Linked DNA regions of Mus musculus: all the other regions are linked to region 4. Evidence: chromatin contacts called from public Micro-C and promoter capture Hi-C data. All regions are on one chromosome and are shown on one strand. The core of a region is the stretch at or near the end of the contact, and the rest is flanking DNA. Distances in the headings are between cores, read along the strand shown. Region 1 overlaps Ldb3 (LIM domain binding 3). Region 2 overlaps Ldb3 (LIM domain binding 3). Region 3 has its middle 7.6 kb from the start of Opn4. Region 4 holds the start of Gprin2 (G protein regulated inducer of neurite outgrowth 2).

Evidence for each region. Promoter capture Hi-C pulls out the DNA fragments that hold promoters and counts their contacts. Hi-C and Micro-C count contacts between places; a contact is called where the count stands out from the background.
Region 1: a Micro-C map of embryonic stem cells shows a contact between it and region 4, with 4 times the contacts expected there. The contact joins the enhancer-like site here to the promoter of Gprin2 in region 4. A contact is called at or near these places in 2 of 39 promoter capture datasets (cranial neural crest and liver), 1 of 484 Hi-C or Micro-C datasets (embryonic stem cells) and 2 of 115 datasets of contacts at active chromatin or transcription factors (embryonic forebrain and embryonic stem cells).
Region 2: a contact with region 4 is called in a promoter capture Hi-C map of hippocampal neurons, with 2.1 times the contacts expected there. The contact joins the enhancer-like site here to the promoter of Gprin2 in region 4. A contact is called at or near these places in 6 of 39 promoter capture datasets (the 3T3-L1 cell line, the HPC-7 cell line, cranial neural crest and 3 more), 1 of 15 datasets of contacts at CTCF or cohesin (embryonic stem cells), 1 of 484 Hi-C or Micro-C datasets (embryonic stem cells), 3 of 115 datasets of contacts at active chromatin or transcription factors (embryonic forebrain, embryonic stem cells and neural tube) and 1 of 9 other capture datasets (embryonic stem cells).
Region 3: a promoter capture Hi-C map of embryonic stem cells shows a contact between it and region 4. The contact joins the enhancer-like site here to the promoter of Gprin2 in region 4. A contact is called at or near these places in 19 of 39 promoter capture datasets (the 3T3-L1 cell line, the C10 cell line, the HPC-7 cell line and 12 more), 1 of 15 datasets of contacts at CTCF or cohesin (embryonic stem cells), 1 of 115 datasets of contacts at active chromatin or transcription factors (embryonic stem cells) and 3 of 9 other capture datasets (adipose tissue, embryonic stem cells and liver).

What each region holds. Positions count from the first base shown.
Region 1 is chr14:34,548,070-34,552,878 of GRCm38.p6, forward strand. Ldb3 (LIM domain binding 3) reads right to left here. Exons shown (of 15, transcript NM_001039074.2): 10 at 4,108-4,253. Among named protein-coding and RNA genes, the nearest start is that of 9230112D13Rik, 28 kb to the left of the region's middle. Within about 2 kb of position 1,487, at least 292 of the 459 cell types and tissues checked have an H3K27ac peak or open chromatin away from gene starts, as enhancers often do. A contact at or near this core is called in embryonic forebrain, embryonic stem cells and liver, where this site is marked.
Region 2 is chr14:34,568,433-34,573,013 of GRCm38.p6, forward strand. It overlaps Ldb3 (LIM domain binding 3), which reads right to left. Exons shown (of 15, transcript NM_001039074.2): 4 at 4,558-4,580; 5 at 3,286-3,489; 6 at 1,281-1,295. Among named protein-coding and RNA genes, the nearest start is that of Ldb3, 18 kb to the right of the region's middle. Within about 2 kb of position 1,564, at least 27 of the 459 cell types and tissues checked have an H3K27ac peak or open chromatin away from gene starts, as enhancers often do. A contact at or near this core is called in hippocampal neurons, where this site is marked.
Region 3 is chr14:34,605,327-34,610,123 of GRCm38.p6, forward strand. No RefSeq gene overlaps it. Among named protein-coding and RNA genes, the nearest start is that of Opn4, 7.6 kb to the left of the region's middle. Within about 2 kb of position 2,540, at least 20 of the 459 cell types and tissues checked have an H3K27ac peak or open chromatin away from gene starts, as enhancers often do. A contact at or near this core is called in embryonic stem cells and stem cell-derived epiblast-like cells, where this site is marked.
Region 4 is chr14:34,198,850-34,203,448 of GRCm38.p6, forward strand. It overlaps Gprin2 (G protein regulated inducer of neurite outgrowth 2), which reads right to left and starts at 2,784. Exons shown (of 2, transcript NM_183209.2): 1 at 2,561-2,784.

The sequences.
Region 1 (4,809 bases), core at 237-2,736, 350 kb after region 4:
GTAACTCCAATTCCAGGGGATCTGACGCCCTCACGTAAAGGCAAAACACCAATGTACACACAATAAAATAAAATATTTTTTAAAAGGTCAGGTGCAGTGGTGCACACCTTTAATCCCAGCTCTAGAGACCTGATCTACAGAGCAAGTTGAGAAACCCTGAATAAAGAACACAAAAAACTCAGAAATTTTCATATGCTGAGCTAAATAAAAATGTATTTAAATCAATTTTACCTGCCTTTTTTTTTTCCTAAAAGTGTCTGCCTCTCGGATGGTTCTTTGCAACAGTGGCTGCCAAGAGCTACTGGCTTTCACAGTGTTGCACAGGAGTTTGTGTAATAGCAAGAGGCAGAGTACTTGCGAGTCAACTTTACAGACAACCTGGAGAGCTTAAGTGGCTACTCGAGGTCAGCCAGCTTGCAAGCTTCCTATCTGAAACGCACCCTAATCAGCTCCTCTAAACCACTCCGAATGCAGAACCAGGCTCCAGCATGCTCCTTCCAAGTAAACCCCGCCCTCGCCCACCTTGCCTCCCTCTCCAACCGCTCCTTCGGTAGGGCAGACATTCTCTTCCTCCTATCCGAGGCTTTCCTGAACCGCCTTCGTTTTCCAAACCCCTACTCAAGGCCCCAGAGAGGAAGGCTGGAATCCTGGACCAGGTTCCTACCTCCTACCCGCTGGGGCTACAAACAGGAGGAGGACTTTCTCTTCCGGGCGGTTCGCCCGGGCAGATCCCTGGGGAGGGGGAAGGAGAAGGGAGAGGACATGCGGGGAGCACGGTCCCCTCTCCTCTCAGCTCCTGCCTGCTTCGCCCCTCTACGCTCCAAATGCCGTAAGAAACCTGATATCCCATCTCCGAGCCCCGGGCTGTTGCTATTTCTACGTGACGGAATTAAGCCGGTTCGAATTAGAAGGTGATATTTCATCTCTAATTGGCACGTTCAAAGGGCTCCTATCGCACTTGGCGGCCCCGGGACTGTGTAATTAAACAACAAGGTGATCTGAGTCACTTAGCCCGGGCTAAGTCGCCGGCAAGCGCCCGGGTCGCCGCCCGGCCCGCAGGCCGACGTGGCCATCCCGGGGACCAAGGTGTCCTCCGCCCACTGGCCCCAGGTGTTCTGGGGAAACGGATGCCCAGCCCAGGCGCCAGAGATAAGATGCCGGCTCGAACCCCGCCCTGCCTCCGTCCCCCACCCCCCGGAAGCTGCGGCCGGGGACTGGCCGCGAGCGGGCTGCTCGTGCTCGGCGGCGCCCAAGTCCCCGCAGCCCAGCAGAGGAGCGGGGTGCGGGCCCGTATCCCCGGCTGGCCTGGCAGCCTACCAGCCGCCCCCGGAGCCCGTTGCCAACCCAGCCTCCCTGGAGAGAAGGAAGGGTGGAGGCAGGCCTCTCCTCTGCTCCAGGCAGGGATGAGTTAACGTCTGCACAGTCTGGGAACCGTGGAAAGGCCTTGGCTCCTGCCGGTCTCCGCCGCCCAGGCCGCTGCGGGAGAAGCGGCTGGAGGGCCCGGCCGCCCCCTGGTGGGCATGCGGGGACAGGACAAGAAAGGTGCCGGGAGGGCCTGCGGTGCTGCTGGGAAAGGTCTGCACCTGACACTACTCCTACCGGCTTCTGCAAACGCCTTCCTGTGTTTCCTGGCCGCACTGAGTGATCATTCTGTCTCCTACGTAGGAGATTTGTACCGCTCCCCTTCCAAAATGCCACCTCAGCCTGTGGAGCTCTGACTTCAGAATTTCCTTTCCTCGGCCCAGAAGTGCAAGAGATGGCATCAGACTACAGATATTATTTTATCTCTGCAGATATAACAAGAGGTTATAGAAATCCTATCTTACTCAAATGAGAAAATTCAGGTCTGAGAGATGAGGTAGTTTGCTTATTCCTTACAGCAGGCTGGGTGTCCCACCCATGCTAAAATGTTTCCTGTCCATACTCAGTTCTGTTGTCGGTGAGCTTCATAAAGCAGGGGACTGATTCTGTCGCTCTAGTCAGGAAAGCCTCAAGAGAAAAGCTTCCTTGGGTCTCATCAATGCCTTATCAGGATGTGTTCTGGAGCCTAGACTTTGTGTTATTCTTTATCCCAAGTCTACTTGGCCAGTTCACACTTGTAGGACACAAGCCCCCTTCCTTCTCCCTTAAAATAACCCGTCTCTTTTCCCTAAGCAGGCCTGTAACTTATTCCCTTCCTCGTTTTACCACAAATGGTTTGTGCATTGGAAAAGTGTGTGTGTGTGTGTGTGTGTTCATGGGGTGAGGTCATAGGGTATTTGGGAAATGACACCTTTCATTCGATTTTGCTATGAACTGAAAACTGATCTTTAAAAAGTCTATTAAAAACTGGGTGTGGTGGCACATGCGTATAATCCCAGGACTTGGGAGGTCCAGGAAGGAGGATCAACAATCAGCCTGGTCTACCTGAGCTACCCTGCCAACAAACACACACACACAAAGTCTATTAAGATTTTATGTGTAAAGCAGAGCATAGTGGCACATGCCTTTAATCCCAGCATTGGGGAGACAGAGCCTGATCTACATATGGCGTTCCCGGACAGTCAGGACCACATAGAGATCTCATCTCAAAAGCAAAACAAACTATATAGAGAGACCATATAGTCCATAGTAGTTTTGAGTGAAGAAAAACATTTGTATTGTAATAGTAAATGAAAAATCATCATTGCTTTTTATAAATTCAAGATGAATATATATATATATATATATATATATATATATACATATATATGCATGCTGGACGTGTATTTTTTTAAAGATTTATTTATTTTATGCATATGAATACACTGTTGCTGTCCTCAGACACACCAGAAGAGGGCATCAGATCCCATTACAGATGGTTGTGAGCCACCATGTGGTTACTGGCAATTGAACTAAGGACCTCTGGAAGAGCAGTCAGTGCTCTTACCCACTGAGCCATCTCTCCAGCCCCAGAAGTATAATGTTTACTTGGAAAGTATATACATACCTAAAATCCTATTTTATCAACCTATGGAATGGCTATCAAGGGATAATTAAAGGAATACTTAAGGCTCACTCCCTGTGTGTGCACAGCTGCCGGAGTATAGAGTGTAAGCTCATGACCTCTTCCTGTTACTCTATGATTACCCTCCTGCCTCGGGTGTGTGTGTGTGTGTGTGTGTGTGTGATGCTAGGGATTGAGCCCAGAGGCCTCACCCATACTAGGCATACACTCTACCACCAGGTTAACACCTCCATCTATCTATCCCATTTCTTTATTGGTTGAATGTATCCTCATGGCAAGTTCAAGTCAGGCACATACAAAGGAGAAAGTCTGCCACAGCCCTGCCCTCCTAAAGTTCAGGGTCAGAACGCAACAGGAAGAAAGACTGTGAGTAGACTCGGGGCTTGGCTGTCAAGGGCCTTCCTATGGGCATAGCCGTAGTACATAGGACCTTCCTCTAACTGGGAAAAGACCTGCTAGAGAGCCCTGAGATTCTTGGCACAATGGCTGGCAGGAAGCCCAAGAACTACCTTGGGCTCTGAGGAAGAAATCCAACCTTGCCTAGAAACTTAGGAAACAAAAAGCTACCTCCCATCCCAGGATGAAACTCAGCACCGATGGGGCAGGGGCCATAGAGACACAACCACAACCAGTGAGCTCTGCCTTGGGTCCACTCTACTGCTATGTGTGTCCATGCGCCCCAGTTATCCCCTGTCACCTGAGCAGGCCATATACTAGACTGGTTGAGCAGCTTTCCCAAAAGGACAAAGTGACACAGTAAGCTGGCCTAAAGCCTGGGGCATTTTTTTTTGTTGTTATAGTTTCTTGTCCTCTAGTTTGAGGCCATCCCAGATTCTTAGAGAAACAGCTTTTTACTCTTTCTGTCCCCGCAACCCCCATCGTCTTTTCTCTCAACTCGGTCTGGAAACGTCCAGCTAGGACTATCTGTTTCCTAAGAGCTAAGTAGTTCCATCCCTGCCTGGTACAACCCACGTGTCATCCCAGGTCAAATACAGGCTCCAAGGCTCAGTCGGATTCTGCCCTACAACCAGGAGAGGGAAGGATAGGCCCCCTTCACTCTGGAGGCTTGGTCTGAAGCAGATAACCCTTTGAGCCCTCAGCCCCCCGCCCCCAGCTCTCACCTGGCTGGTAGACAGAAGGCCGGATGCTGGCAGTGGTTACGACCCGAGGCTTGGGTGCAGGGGCAGCTGGACCCTCGCTGTAGCTGGTATGGGCAGAGGGTGCTGGAGAAGCGGCGGCTGCAGGACTGTAAGCAGAGGCCTGTGGCCTGGAACCAAGGCAGAAGAGTTACAACAAGAACAGTCCATTGGGCTCTGGTATCTAAAGTCATTCCAGGTTCGCTGTCTGATCTCTAGGCAGGACTATGACAGAAACACCCATTGGGTCACTTCCAGAGTCTAGAAAGAAGCCAAATAGGGGAGGAAGCTACTCCCTGTGGCTAGTGCTGCTACCTTGGGAAAGAAAGAGGGCAGATACTAGCCAGACAAAAGAACACATGGAGAGCCCTTCATCCACAGACAGAATGTAGCAGTAGGACTGTGGATCGAGGCAGAGGGAGCTAGAGATGGTCACAGCTACTTCCCTTTTTCGGATCCCTCTGGCTACCTGCTCTCCTTATTCCTTTATGTTGCTGCTGGAGGAACCAATTAATCTCATGTTTTCTGAGAAAAAAAAATTTTTAAATGTTCCGATGATGTCCATGGGAAGAGGCCTGGAGGTCCCGGCAGCTCCCAGCAAACCCACTATACTTGGTTCCTGTTGCTTCCTCCTAGTGGCTTAGCTGTCAAGACCCTAGAGCAAAGCAGCCGCTTCCCACATGTGGC
Region 2 (4,581 bases), core at 314-2,813, 370 kb after region 4:
GCAATAAACCTGCCTGCCAGCCTTTCCTCTTAGAAATGTTGAAACTGAGGTCCAGAGAGCCCAACTGAGTAGCTCCAGGCTACAATAAACAGGAACACCATTGAATGACAACTTAGGTGACCCAGTTCCCAGCCCAGTGTTCCTTTTCCTTTTGTTATTATTAGTTTTGCTTCATTATTGTTGTTGTTATTCAGAGTCTTGATATGTAGCCTTCTTTGCCCCAGTCCCCCGAGTACTGAGACTGTATACTTCCATACCTGGTTTGCCCAGTGTCCTTTCTGTCAAGTGTTCTATAGTCAGGAAGCTCAAAGCCACACCTGCCTACCAGGGACTACCTAGCTCAGATGCTCTGACCACATGAAGACCCAGCCCAGCTGAGGCATGCCCTATCTTGTACCGTCCTGCCTGGCTCCGTCTGCCCTGTCCTCTGTGGGGACTGTCTAGCCAGGACAGGATCATCCTAGTACACAAGTCAGGGAGCTGGAAAGAAATGGTCTAGTCTCCCAGGTTTGGTTCCTTAGGCCTGGCTCAGGTTGAGCTATGAGGGCAGCGAAGGAGAAGGGGTGGAGGTCCTGCCCCTGCCCCTGCCCCTGCCCCTGCTCCTGCCCCCACTTTCCTGAAGTCTTTAGCCTTGAGAGCTAGGTATTTTAAGATTGTGAGTGAGATCGATTATGGGTCCTGCAGATACCTCTGGGGTCCATCCAGGGAGAAGCTCATAGCTGAGAGAGAAACAAAGGAAAGACTGGGTTCTTGTTCTTCCTGCAGAAAGCTGGAAGACCTTAGGAAAGACTGTAAGGATTCCTAAGGTCTTTGGGCACAACCAGATCTGTTTTGGTTTGGTTTGGTTTGGTTTGGTTTTTGAGGGTTCTAGAGACTGACTTCCTAGAGGCTCCTCTTACTCTCTAGCACTAAATGAATAGCCCAGTGTGCCTTGTAACCCCTTGTGTGCCACGTTCCAGCGAAGCTAGGAAAGACTGGGAAAACCTCACCAAAGCATGGCAAGGAAAAGGCAGGAATGAAGCCTCAGCCTGGGGTGGGCGCACCGTGAGTGCCATGACCCATAGCCACATTGGCATGGGTGGACTCCAGAAAACAAGCATCTGTCTGCGTGGGCTGGAGAGGATGTCATGTGGCTGAGAGGTGGGTGTGAGGAAAAAAGGTGGACAGAGCGCACAAACTGACCACTTGTCCTCAGACACATCCCACCAAACCCGCACACCATCCTGCAATGAGACAGATGACAAGACGGACGGACGGACGGATGCTGCAGGTCTACTTACGCCAGCGGAGACGCCCTGCCAAGCGGAAGGAAACCCAGCCGTGAGTGCGCGTCCATCATGGGGTAGCAGAGGGGCAGCGCACACAAGAGAGCGGGGTTAGGACCAGAAATGAGTTAGGGGGGTGGGATGGGTGAAGGAGGAAGAGAGAGAGAAAAAAAAAACTGTCAGTGAGGAAGGAACCGTGGAAATAACAGCAGAAACGGAACACGTTATGGCCAGGAGGCTTCCTCACTGCGCCATAGCGGCATCAGCTCAGCGTGCTTGAGTTAAAAGGAAGGGGAAAGGTTGATCCTTTCCAGGCACGCTAGCAATGAGAGGCACGGAAGGGAAGGGGACGGGTGGGAGACAGCTAGATTAATCAACAGAGCACCATACTCTCCAAATCACAGGCGCCTTGCCCTGATAGTAGAATTCAATAATAGAAGTTTTCCCAGTGTATAGAAAATACAGTGTGATGAGCAATCCGTCCATTATTTTCCATTTGACTTTCCTTTGGAGACGACGACTATTTTTAAGGGCACACCAAAGACCATGCGACAAATGTTAGCCGGAAATCCCTGTTGGCTTTTGGGCTGAGTCAGGCAGACATGTTTTTTTGGGGTATATATGAACTAATGGTTGTTCTTAACAATTGCACGGTCATTTTTTTCTTTTTTCTTTTCTTTTTTTCTTTGAATGAGTGATTTAAGTAAGTAAGCACAGCCCAGATGTCTGCAAAGGGCTGCAGTAATGAACAGGTTCCAGGTTAGTGGCTGCAAAATAGACAACTTCCGCCCCCTGGTGGTCGATGAAAAGTAGTGCCTTTCCGAGACCCGGTCAGGCTCTCCTGAAGAACAGGTCTCTCTCAGGATATGCCTAGCCTCTGGCCTCTGCATATACACCACGACCACAAGGGCTTTTGACCTTATCCTGTAGGAACTTCCTGGAATCTTCTTATGTCCCTCCTATAGTATTTGATTTTATAGTTTCAGAAAAAAAGTTTAGTGTACCCTTAGTCTTTCTCTCCTGAATTGTTGGGAATTTCTGATCATCCGGGGATAACATGTTGCCTAGAGAGGTAAGCTCTACACTTTGATATTCCCAAGCAGAACAGCCTGCCCTCTCCCACCTCTGTGCTCTGTGTGTGTGTGTGTGTGTGTGTGTGTGTGTGTGTGCGCGCGCGCGTTTGTGTGTTTATGAACGAAAACAGATGACAGAGACAGATAAAAACAAGACACAACGATAGAAAAGAGACAGAGATAGAGAATGGAGGTGAGAGAGACACACACACACAAAGAAAGAAAGAGGCAAAGATGGAGACAGAAGTGGGGCTGAGGAGAAGATGGGAGCAGAGAGTGGCCCTGTTAATGCTGTACCCTTCTCATCTGAGTTTCTACCGAGTGTCCTCAGGCCACCCTCAACGGTCCTCCACCAAGCTAGTAGACCAATCCCAGGAACCAAGGGCATTTTAAATCCTACTGCCCCGAAGCAAGGCCTCCTGGGTAAAAGTGGAGAAGAGAAGTGCCCATCATCCCATCATGAGGTTGACTGCCAATAGCACCTTGGGTGGTTATTGGCCTCAGGCCTCTTCCAATAATAATTAAAAAAAAAAAAGGCTATCAAGTGCCTGGATCGGTGCTCCTCACTGGAAGAATAAAGCAATTCCCCCCAAGTATGGCTTTATAGCAATGAGGGGTCCACGGCGCTCCCCGTGCTCCTTAAAAGCACCACGGAAGCCTCTAACCAGCCCCTCTCACTGAAGCTTGGGAACGCAGACTTACAATCCCTTTAAGGAAATACGACATTCTGCATTTTTTGCCAGTTCTCCTACAACTGAACTCTGAGGAGAGTTCAGCTAGACTCTGAAGAGAGAGGGCAACACATTCCGGAAGTCCCTGGTAAAGGCTGGACCACCCCCTCCAGTGGCCTGAACCCAGGCGGGTGACTCAAGGTGAATGAAGAAAGCTGGTTCCGTGAGTGCCTGGCAGCCTCCGGGTTCCGGCATGTGGAGTGGGAAGGCGCTTACCCACTGAAGTCACTGCCCTGGGCCTGGGCCTGCCCCGCGATGGCGTCCATGATAGCATCCTGTGAGTACATGCTGATCGGGGTGTTGTACTGAGCGTGGATGATAGTGGCCTTGCCTCCCAAGCCCTTCACTTCAATGGGCTTGTGGGTGGACAGGGCTGAGTCCTTCAGGACGCTGGGGTTGAAGCGTTCCTGGTAGTCAGCACTGAGGAGGGTAGGCAGGAAAAGGGGGAAGGGGAAGAGGGGAGAGAGGACAGTAGGTGACAGTTACATGGGAAGTCGAGGCCAGGGTGCAAGTGGGTGTGGAGAGAGATCTCCCAAAGTTGAGGTCTTGGCCCAAGTAAGTTACCCATGTGGGTTGCCTGGGTGTGGCCAGGAAGATTCTTGGCACCCCCAAGACCCTGGCAGAAGAGCCATCTTTCATGTCCACCTGAATCATCTCTCCCAGCTCCCCTCTGAGGCTCCACTTCAGCCAAGACTCCTTCCTGGGGTCAGCAGGGCCACCAGGCATGGTGCACACTCCCATCACACACAGCACGATGGAGAAGCAGACACAAGAGGGTTTGGGGGGGTTGGGATTGGGAAGGGGTCAAAAGCCGGGCCACATGACAGAAGAGAGGCAGCAAGTACAAGCAGAGTCCAGAACGTTCCAGAGGCGAAAAGCAGTCACATTGGGCACACTCAGAGACTCGGAGACTCGGAGCAGAGGTCCTCCACGGAGGGGCTTATCCTGCCAGTCGCTCTGCTGTGGACTGGGACTCTGTTCTTCCACATCTTTCTACACACATGCTTCTTCCTTGGAAGATGGCTCAAGCTGCCCAGGCCCCTCCAGTCCAGCATGCTGTAGCCTGTTAGTCTCTACCCATCCAGGGCTCTTGCCTTCAACAGATAGGTACATGCCCAAGCAGAGATAAAAATGAAGTGCGTTCCTTCTCAGGGATCCCACTGGGACAGAGAGGTCTTCAGGCCACACAGGTCAGTGACAGCGCAGCATCCCACACACCTGAATTAAAAGCCTAAAGCCTTAAGCTGCTGCAGCAGGAAATGGGGAGCAAGATTGAGACCATGACGTAGATACCCATCCCTCGCAACGGCTCCCCTCCAAACTCCAGCAAACACCCGTGCAGGCTCATCTAGGGCACAATGCACCCCGGAGTCACACATGCACATATGTACTCATGCCAGCAGGCACACACCATCCACACCCAACAGATGGCAGGTGCATGCTGGAACAGCACACAGGGACACACACATGCTGTCCTTAGATACTAACTTGGCTGGAGAATTGGCTACCACC
Region 3 (4,797 bases), core at 1,290-3,789, 410 kb after region 4:
TTAAAAACACTTCTTGTCATTTGCATCTTATCTGCCACTCTATGCCAGCCCCGGGCACCCACCACCCACCACTTGCTGGAGAGTCTCATCACTCCCTCTGTGGTGGTTTGAATACGCTTGGCCCAAAAGTGGCACTATTAGGAGCTGTGGCCCTGTTGGAGTAGGTGTGTCACAGTGGGTGTGAGCTTCAAAGGGTCTCAAAGCCTTGTCCAGGCTGCCTGGAAGACGGTCTTCTCCTAGCAGCCTTCAGATGAAGATGTAGAACTCTCAGATCCTCCTGCTCCATGCCTGCCTGGACACTGGCATGCTCCTGCCTTAATAATGGACTGAACCTCTGAACCTGTAAGCCAGACCCAAATAAATATTGTCCTTATAAGAGTTGCCTTGGTCACGGTGTCTGTTCACAGCAGTAAAACCCTAGCCAAGACACTCTTTCACAAACTGCGGGTGTCCCGGCACACAGCTCTGTCTCTGCCCTTGATATGGCTAGGGTTGAGAGTAGACTTCCATCTTCTTTGGTCTGCAGCTGCTCAGGCCTAAAGCCTAGATTCAGGCTGCTGCCAGGTGTATCTGAGTCTCTGACAAACGGGGACAATGAGTAGGGACAGGGACCAGACACTGGTATGTCAAGAGCAGAAGCGACTAGGAGAGGAGTCTGGAGGACAGAACAATGATGAGCACATGTTGGGGGGAAGGGGTCAGACAGAAGAGCCAGGTCCTCAGCCTGAGGTGTGTGGGTTGAACCATGAACTTGGATGGGGGGAAAAGGAAAGAAACAAAGAAAGAAAGAATAAGAAACTAGCATCATTCTTCCCACTAGTCAAGATGTGGGTTTTTCTCTGTGATAAGCTTGGGAAAATCCCACACTGTAGCACTGGGATGACAGACCCACACCGTGGTACTGCAGGTCACTGTGACAGTGCAATGAGTGGACATCTCAGAAGGGGGGGGGGGCTGTAGTTGTCACTGCCCTAAATTACACTTTCACTGAGACCTGTGGTCAGACCATTGAAGCATGTCAATCATCAATAATATTATCAAGATGGCAAATGGTGGGTGTCACAATCCCACCATTTGTCATTTGGTAATATTAATATTTCAGTGCTTTTGGTTCCCTTTGTTATCTTATGCTCTTTATTTTATGGATCAGACAACATTCCTAGGGCTAGGCAAGAATGTGGGTTAAAAACGTTTGCAGTACAAGTCTGACGACCAGAGTTTGATCCCTAGAAGTCAGAGGGAAGGTGGGAAGTGAGTCCTTAGATTTGTCATCCGACCTCTACATGTGCACCATGACACAGGTGCACCCACACTTACACAGGCACATCGTATATAAACACACACATACACAAATAATATATGAAGGAAAGCCGGGCGGTGGTGGCACACGCCTTTAATCCCAGCACTTGGGAGGCAGAGGCAGGTGGAGTTCTGAGTTCGAGGTCAGCCTGGTTTGGAAAGTGAGTTCCAGAACAGCCAGGGCTACACAGAAAAACCCTGTCTCAAAAAAACAAAAAACAAAACCCACCTATACACACACACACACACACACACACACACACACACACACACCCATGCTTATAAATATATATATATATATATATATATATTGTGTGTATATATATGTGTATATATATATATATATATACACACACACATATACACACACAACACACACACACATATATGTATATATATGTATACATAAACACATACACATATATATTCTGGAAGTGGGGCATGGTGGGAGGAGCTTGTGATCCGGCAATGCGATCAGAAGCTAAGGCCTAGGCTATACTGAGTTTGTCGCATGGGCTTCAGGAAAAGCTGTCTCTAAAAAAAAAACAAACAAAACCAACGACAACACTAAAGCTCTGGAGCTGTGTGCGGTGGTGTACATCTATACACCCAACACTCCGACGCTGAGGCAGGAGGATCTGGACCCGAGAAGCCAGCTGGGCTACTTAGATCTGGTTTCGAAAAGACAAAAATGAAAACAAGATAAAACATCCCCGAAAAGGTCCGCATTCATCCCTTAGGGCTTCAAGGAGGCCGCTGACACGGTTCTGAGCCTTGCAGCCAAAAATAAAGGGTGTCAGGAGTAGAGGGGTAAAAGGTGGCTGGCTCGGCTGAGGCTTCCCCTGAGATCTCCACCCATTGCCTGGGGGTCCTCAGATCAGCTTCCCCTGCCTGCTGGGGAGATGCCTGGACTCGCCTGGTCCTCAGAGGCTGTCTGCACGCCTGAGCCCTGGCGTCTGCCTTACTACCTGCCTTCCCACACATCCTGGCATGCAGCTGGAAGAGGCGAAAAGCAACCTGCGTGGGCGGGGAATCTTTGTGAGGGTCTGGCCACCCTGAGACCAACGAGATGCAGTGTCTTGCAGTCCCCGATGCAGAGACTGATGGCGATCTGAACTTGGTACTGTGCCTCTCTTCAGGGACAGGGTGTGAAAGGCAGGGCATGGCACTGGACGGAGGACAACCACTAAATACAGTGGAACCGCTAATGCCTGTGGCTGCCCCTCCCTGGAGAGAGGGAAGGGATGGAGACCAGGGTTAGGCCCTGAAATCAGGCTTCAGAATGCGAAGCTCACAGCCCAACCCATCCTGCCCTCTGCACTTCCCACGTTGCAAGTCTGTGGTTCCCGCTAGGAACCTTTGCTTTTCTCTGATTATTAGAAAGGCTTCAGGCATCACGGTTCTGCTAGCAAAGACTGCACACTTTCTCTCCTAGGTCCTGGGATTTCACATCAAAAGAACAGTCACTCAGCTGACCCTTATCCCACAGATACTGCTGGGGACTTTGTATCCCCAGCAGGGGCAGGGATGAGTCACCTCCCTGAGGGGTGGGTGGGGGTAGGGAGTGAACTCCTGATTGATTTTGTAGAATTTGTTTTCATGATCTAAGACATAAACACATCCTTTAGAAATGAAACGTTTCTGTGAAAACTGTTCCCTGCCCATTGCCCCTGCCTTATAGTCCCACCTCCTGGAACAGCTCCCAAGCCTTCACTCTCTTCCGCTGGCAATTGCCCTGTTTGTACGCAAGGGCTTAGAACGCCAAATCTGGGTTTGGAATTTGTGGAAAGGGATTTTTCTTGTTGTCAGCTAAACCCCCAAAGAAGTAGCTGCGAGGCTTAGCGGTACCAGCATTCTGGGAGGAATATCACTAAGGTGCTGTATAGCCTCCCAAAGCATCAAAGGAGGTCAAACTTGCTTGGGTTTGGTCCAAACCCATCATCCATTCAGCTCCAACTGTCTAGAAGCCTACATAGGTGCTTTTCTTCCCATGAGTGTTCCTCTGAAATAAAAACCAATTCCTTATGACTAGCGAAGTATCTGAATTGGTGGAGTGCATACCTAACCCTAGGTTCAATCTATAGCATCACACACACACACACACACACACACACACAGTATGATGGCATATGCCTGTAATCCCAAGTGCAGAATAACAGTAAGTTCCAGGTCATCCTAGACTCAGTATGAAATTCAAGGCTTGCCTGAGCTAATGGAGACCTGTCTCTTAAAAAGGAAAATTACAATTCTTTGATATGTAGACCACTGACTTGGTCCACCAGCCAGACTGTACCAGCCAGCCTTTGCATTACTAAGTGGGACACCTGAGGGAGATCATTTTATAAAAAGCAAAGGTTTGGGGGAAGATCAAGGGCCTGCATTAGTCTTGTCAAAGCAGCTCCTGGCTGTGTTATCAGAATGGAGGCTCGCATTCATGGGAGGGCTTACACTACCGAACAAGAAGACAGAGATACTGGGGTGCCACAGTCCTAGCTCCTCAGTGACCTAAGGATTTTCCATCAGCCCTTTCCTAAAGTGGCTTCCAAGTGAGCCACCCTAAAGACCAAACCTTCAACTACAATAGATCCTTGAAAAACAAGATTAAGTCAAATCCACAGCATAACATACCACTACAATGAACTACAATGAATAGCATCGAGTGATAACCAAAGCTTTAAGCAAGGCTGCCAAGAGGCTCACAGCCAGAACTCATCCAGGTGTTTTTCTAGTTTCAGAACATACAGATGTAATAGATGAGCTCATTTGTCCCAGGGCACCCCTTAACATAAAGAATAAGTCTATTCCCCAAGAAGTGGTGGCCACACCTGTAAAGCAGAGATAAGTGGATCTCTGAGTTCGAGACCAGCCTGGCCTACAAAATGAGTTCCAGGACAGCCAGGGCTACACAGAGAAACCCTGTCAAGCAAAAGCCAGAAAAATGGACCTATTGTCCAAAGGAGGACATTAAAAGAAAACCAATTCCTTGTCTATTGAGGTTTGCTCGAGGGCGTTGGAGCTGTGTTTATCTGATTCCTCTATTTGAAAGTTCAAGCTAGCAGTTGTTCTCAGATGGCATGCAGGCACTAATAACCCTGGCGTCTCCTGTGGAATCATTCAGTAGGTATTTTAGACATCTCACTCTTAAGTCTGGAGGTGTAGCTCAATGATAGCATACTTGGCTTAGCATATGAGACATTCAGCTTTTGATTCCTAAGATCTTAAACAAAACTTCAAAACAAATCACCTCACTTCTTAAGCCGCAAGGACAGTCTTGAGAAATCCCATTTCCCTGGTCAGTACCCTGAAGCTCTTGAGGAACTAAGTTTTCAGAGGCTGAGCTTATTGTAGGTGGAAATGGGGACCCAGCTGACCCTTCAGTGGAGGTGCAAGGCTGGTGTGGCACTGAGGGCCACCGAAAGCATTGCTCACTAAAGGGTGGGAAAAGCAAACAGCGCTGGCATTTGCCACATGGTCACGAAGGATTAGGTCTCAGACAAA
Region 4 (4,599 bases), core at 1,534-4,033:
CAGCTCAGACCACACTGTGACGTGTATGTACATTACCTCTTGTAATGTGTGTGTGTGTGTTTGAGCCTTTGGCTCACAGGCAGCAAGGACCAATGTCATTTGGAAGAAGTACCCCCAAATTTTTAGCACCATGCATCTGAAGGGACTTACCAGCCCCGGGGGAGGGAGGGCTCCAAGGGAAGCAGTTCTAGATAACCCCTGGTATATGGGGGTGGGGTGGGGGGTTCCAGCTCCTTGTCACCAACACGTGGGCTAGGCTGAGGAGATGGAGCCCCAGGGTGGGGAGGAAAGGGAGGCTCTGCTCCCAATACTGGCTCTTCTTTCTGCTGCACATTGCACAACTGCTCTTGGGTTTCTGTGAGCCTCACTGTACCCATTCTACAAATCTGAAGTAAGCCCTACCCCACTGGGTGGCTGTAAGGGCTGAACTTAATGGCATGACGTCATCATTCCCCTCCGTCATGGCTGTGACTTGAGACCACAGTGTTGTAGGAACTAGCACTGGGAAAGTGCTAGAAGCAAAGATGACCTTTTAGGAAGCCACCAAGACGCCCCACAGGGAAGCTTCATCATCCAAGTCTTGTCCCCTTCATCCTAGCCTGTGATGTCACCAGTTTCCCGGCAACCCCATCCATCATCACCCTTAAGTTTCCCAGGGCCCATTTGAAGCCCTTCATCTGGTAGACTATGTGCACACACAAGGCTGTGGTGTGGATGACACATGCCTAGAAAGCCATGTTGCAGTCATGGGCAGGTTCCAGTTTTACCCAAAAGAGATCCTGGGATGGGGCTAGAGAGAGAGAGAGCTCAGTGGTTAGGGACACATACGGCTCACGCACACACACTCACATTGGTCGGCTCTCAGCTCTCTGCAGCTTCAGTTGCAAAGGATCAAACACTCCTACTCACATGCACATACCCACACACTCTCTCCTGGGAAGGCGTTTTAGCCCCACACAAAAGGCAGACACACAGAGGTATCCAAGAGCACTAGTGTTGAGTAATACCTTAATGTCCTTTCTCCCACCGCGTCTAATGCAAACGCTGTGACAGCTGTGGATGACATCGTGTGGTCACTGTCCTCGGGTTCTACTGTCAACAACTAGAGTCAACCACCCTCACATGCAGCAACTATCAATGCCATTTTGAAGAAACACCCCCCTCCCCCCAGTTTTTCAGAAACTTCCAGACTAGCCCAAGCCTGAGTCCGTGGGCTCCACTTGGTTAGAAATTCTGATTCTCTCCCCAGCTGAGAAGCCTATACCTTAGGGGTGGACTGGGGAAGGCTTCTAAAGGGCCTATCTCAGACCACACTAAGTCATTCATGCAAGCAGCAGGCGCTTAGATGACAACCTCTGTGTCCAGAAAGCCACAAAAAGGCAAGCAAGTCGACAAAGGAGGGAGCAGGGTGTGAGAGGAGAATCAGGACTGCTCACAGAGTTAACATAAGGAAGTTGAAAGGCCCAGGTAGGGATAGCCCCTACAGATACCTCAAATCCCTTGTAGAGAGGGGTGTGGCCACCTACAACTAGTGGTTTGATCATGCCAGCGTGCAAATAAACGGCCTAACAGGAACACAAGCCGAATGGAGAACGCAGCAAGAGACATCCCTTAAGGTGGGTGGGGCAGCTCCAAGAATAAAATCAGTCCCTCGTAGCCTCTAACCTTATCGAGATGGCATAGAACCTAAAGGCAGAGAAATGCCAGGAAAGGGGTATGCATGAGAAAACAAGCTCCAAGACGCCACCCTGCTCACCATAGAGAAACCCCTAAGAGTCCCAGAACGCCTAAGAGTCCCAGGGCCTGAAACCTGTGAGGGTTTGCTCACTCAGGTGCTAACAGTGGGCTGAATGTGTCTCAGGGTCAACTGCAACTGCAGGAGGCCACTAAGATTGTACCTGCACTCCCCAGCACAGTGCCCCAGCATGGACACACGCCTCACTGTGGCCATGGCACAGGCGGGTTTACAGTGTGAACCTGCAGGAAAGAACGTTCATTCACAGCAGCACTCCGCATGCCAAACACAGGCCGCCCCTGCTGCGGTCAAAGGCCTGAACGCACCACACACCACGCAGCCTCCCTGGCCAGGGCTCCCTTCCCCGAATCTCCAGAGCAAAGCCCACAGTGGTCTTAGGGAGAAGTACACAACCCAAGTCTCGGATCTAGGCTACAGACCTTTCCAGGACAAAGACTCAAAGGATATGGGGCAGTGAGCTCGCTGGTAGGGATGCTCCTGAGCAGAAGAGGGCGGGGCGCTGGCAACAGAGGACAGGGTGGGGGATGCGGATGGAAGAGAGGAGAACCCGGGAGGGAAGAAGCAAAGGAAGGCGGGGTGGAGGCCGATGGGCTCCGGTCCGGGGCAGAGGAAAAACAAAAACAAAACCCGGAGACTGGGCAAAGGGAACGTGGAAAAGAGAACCGGAGAGGGCAAGGGGGAGGCAACCGTGCGGAGGAATGCGGCGCAGACAGCGGTGAGGAAGGGGTTCGGGGGTTCAGGAAGGGGGGCGCCGCCCACACCACCCCAGCACCCACCACGGCTCGTGTTGAGCCAGCCTCTCACCCTGTCGCCTCCAGGGCCGCAAAGGCCGGCGGAAGCGCTGCTCCTGCGGCCGCCACAGGTGCCCGTCGCCAAGATGGAGCCGCACTGGGTCTAGCCCCGCCGTGGTGCAGCCGGCCGCGGAGCCTGCGCTGCCAAGGGCCAGAAGGGGAAGCTGTCACCGGTACCCGGAGCAGGGGTGCTGGGGGTTTGAGGGGGGCGACTCACTCACCTAGGCGCGCCCCGCCTCTTCACGGCTCAGCGTCCCGGCCCCGCCCCCTGCCTCGGCTCCGCCCATGTCATTCCCTTAGGCTCCGCCCCCAAGACTGCCCATCCCCCCTTCCTGACCCTTCCCCCCCGCCCCCCCCCCCCCCAGCAAGGCTGTTTTCTCACTGGGCTCATCCATTTTGTGCAACCTTCCCGACAGAGCCGGCCGCTGTGTTCCAATCTCCCACCCCTAAAGGGCGCCATCGTCCTGCCCCAGTCCCTCCGTGCCCCACCTTGCCTTGCGTGGCTAGCTCCGGCAAATCCTCCAGGTCCCAAATTCACATCCTTAGAGATTTTCAATCCCTTGCTCTGACACCAGAATCCATTGACATTCCCTGTGGCCCCGCCCCCCCCCCATGTCCTTTATCTTCCTGCCCCACCTCTCACAATTCTTGGGCCTCCCACCCACCTCTTGAGACCTTTCCCCAGGTCTTGCTCTCTAGAGGCCTTGCCTGTTAGGGAGTCTTCAGGCCTGCTGGATCCAACAGCATGCTCTCAGCTCTAGACTCACCTCAGGGAGAAATCCAAGCTTGATCCAGTTCTTGAGGTTTACAATTGCAGTGTGGTCCTTAAGGAGTACCTGCCCAGCTTCATAGTCCCAAAGTCACACCCTCAGCCATGTCCTTCAAGGTCTACATTCTTGATAACCTGTCAGTCTATCCACTTCCAGGACCATTTCCACCCTTGCCCTCTGACCCAATCCCACGCTAGGATGGTTTCGCAGCCTACCTCAGGGATGCAAAGAGCTGACATGCACAGTGACTCCCAGTGGGGAGAGACCTCACTGGAGCCTCAACTATTTTCCTGTAATTCCCTGCAGTTCTGATATTTCCTCCCTAGATCCCACTGTGTCCCTTCCTAAAAGCTCTACCGATTCTGGGTTGCCTGATCCCATGGAAAGTCTAGGATCCCTATTAGCTTTGCTCCAGCATCCCCAGACACACAGGACAGGAAGCTACCCCACCTAGATCTGACCAGACCCAGTCCACCATCAAGGAGTCCCCAGGTACCCAGGGCCACAGGGTAAGAGGAGACTGGGCTTCTTCTGAGTCCCCATCTCAGAGAACTAAGTCCCAGTGTCACACTCCTTTGTTGACAGCAGCCCTGGAGCCCCAACTTGCCTAGGGTTGTTTACACTCTTCCCATGCAGTTATGGGGAACCAACACCATCTTTGTCTCTCTCCTAGTTATGGATGGCTTCACTATCTTCTCAGAAAGTCCTAGATTTCCTCCAGTCACCCCTTCCCAGCAGGTCCTCAAAGCATTCTCTCCAGTTTGGGAAAACAGCCATCCTGGAAGAGCTAAGCACCCTGACAGGGCTGCACAGGCCTGTGGAAGCTCTGCTTCTACAGCCACAGGTGTCCAGGCTTTAAGATGGAGCCCGAGCTACACTAGTTGGGTCTAACCAGCCACGGTGCAGCTCGCTGCAGCGCTTACTGGGTATACAAGTAGGGGCCGAGGGTTCTTGCTTCCTTGCTACTCACAGCCGGCCTGAAGGATCCTGTCCAAAGAGTCTATAGAAGATTTCTGCACCAGGGACACTAACCAACTCCTGTCCCTCCCAGAAATTGCCACTCTTCTCATCCTCATAGTCCCTTCCCACAGAAGTCACTTACATCCCAAGAAGGGATGAGGTAAATGTGACTACACTGAGAGGAGACTCAGAGCCCAAGCCCATAGCTCCTAGCTTCCAGGGCATCCTGAACAGAACTTTGCCATGTATGTGCCAAGGAAGCCTACTCAGGATTAGATGTCAATGGATGTCTGCCCTACTGGATACACACAGGCGTGATCTG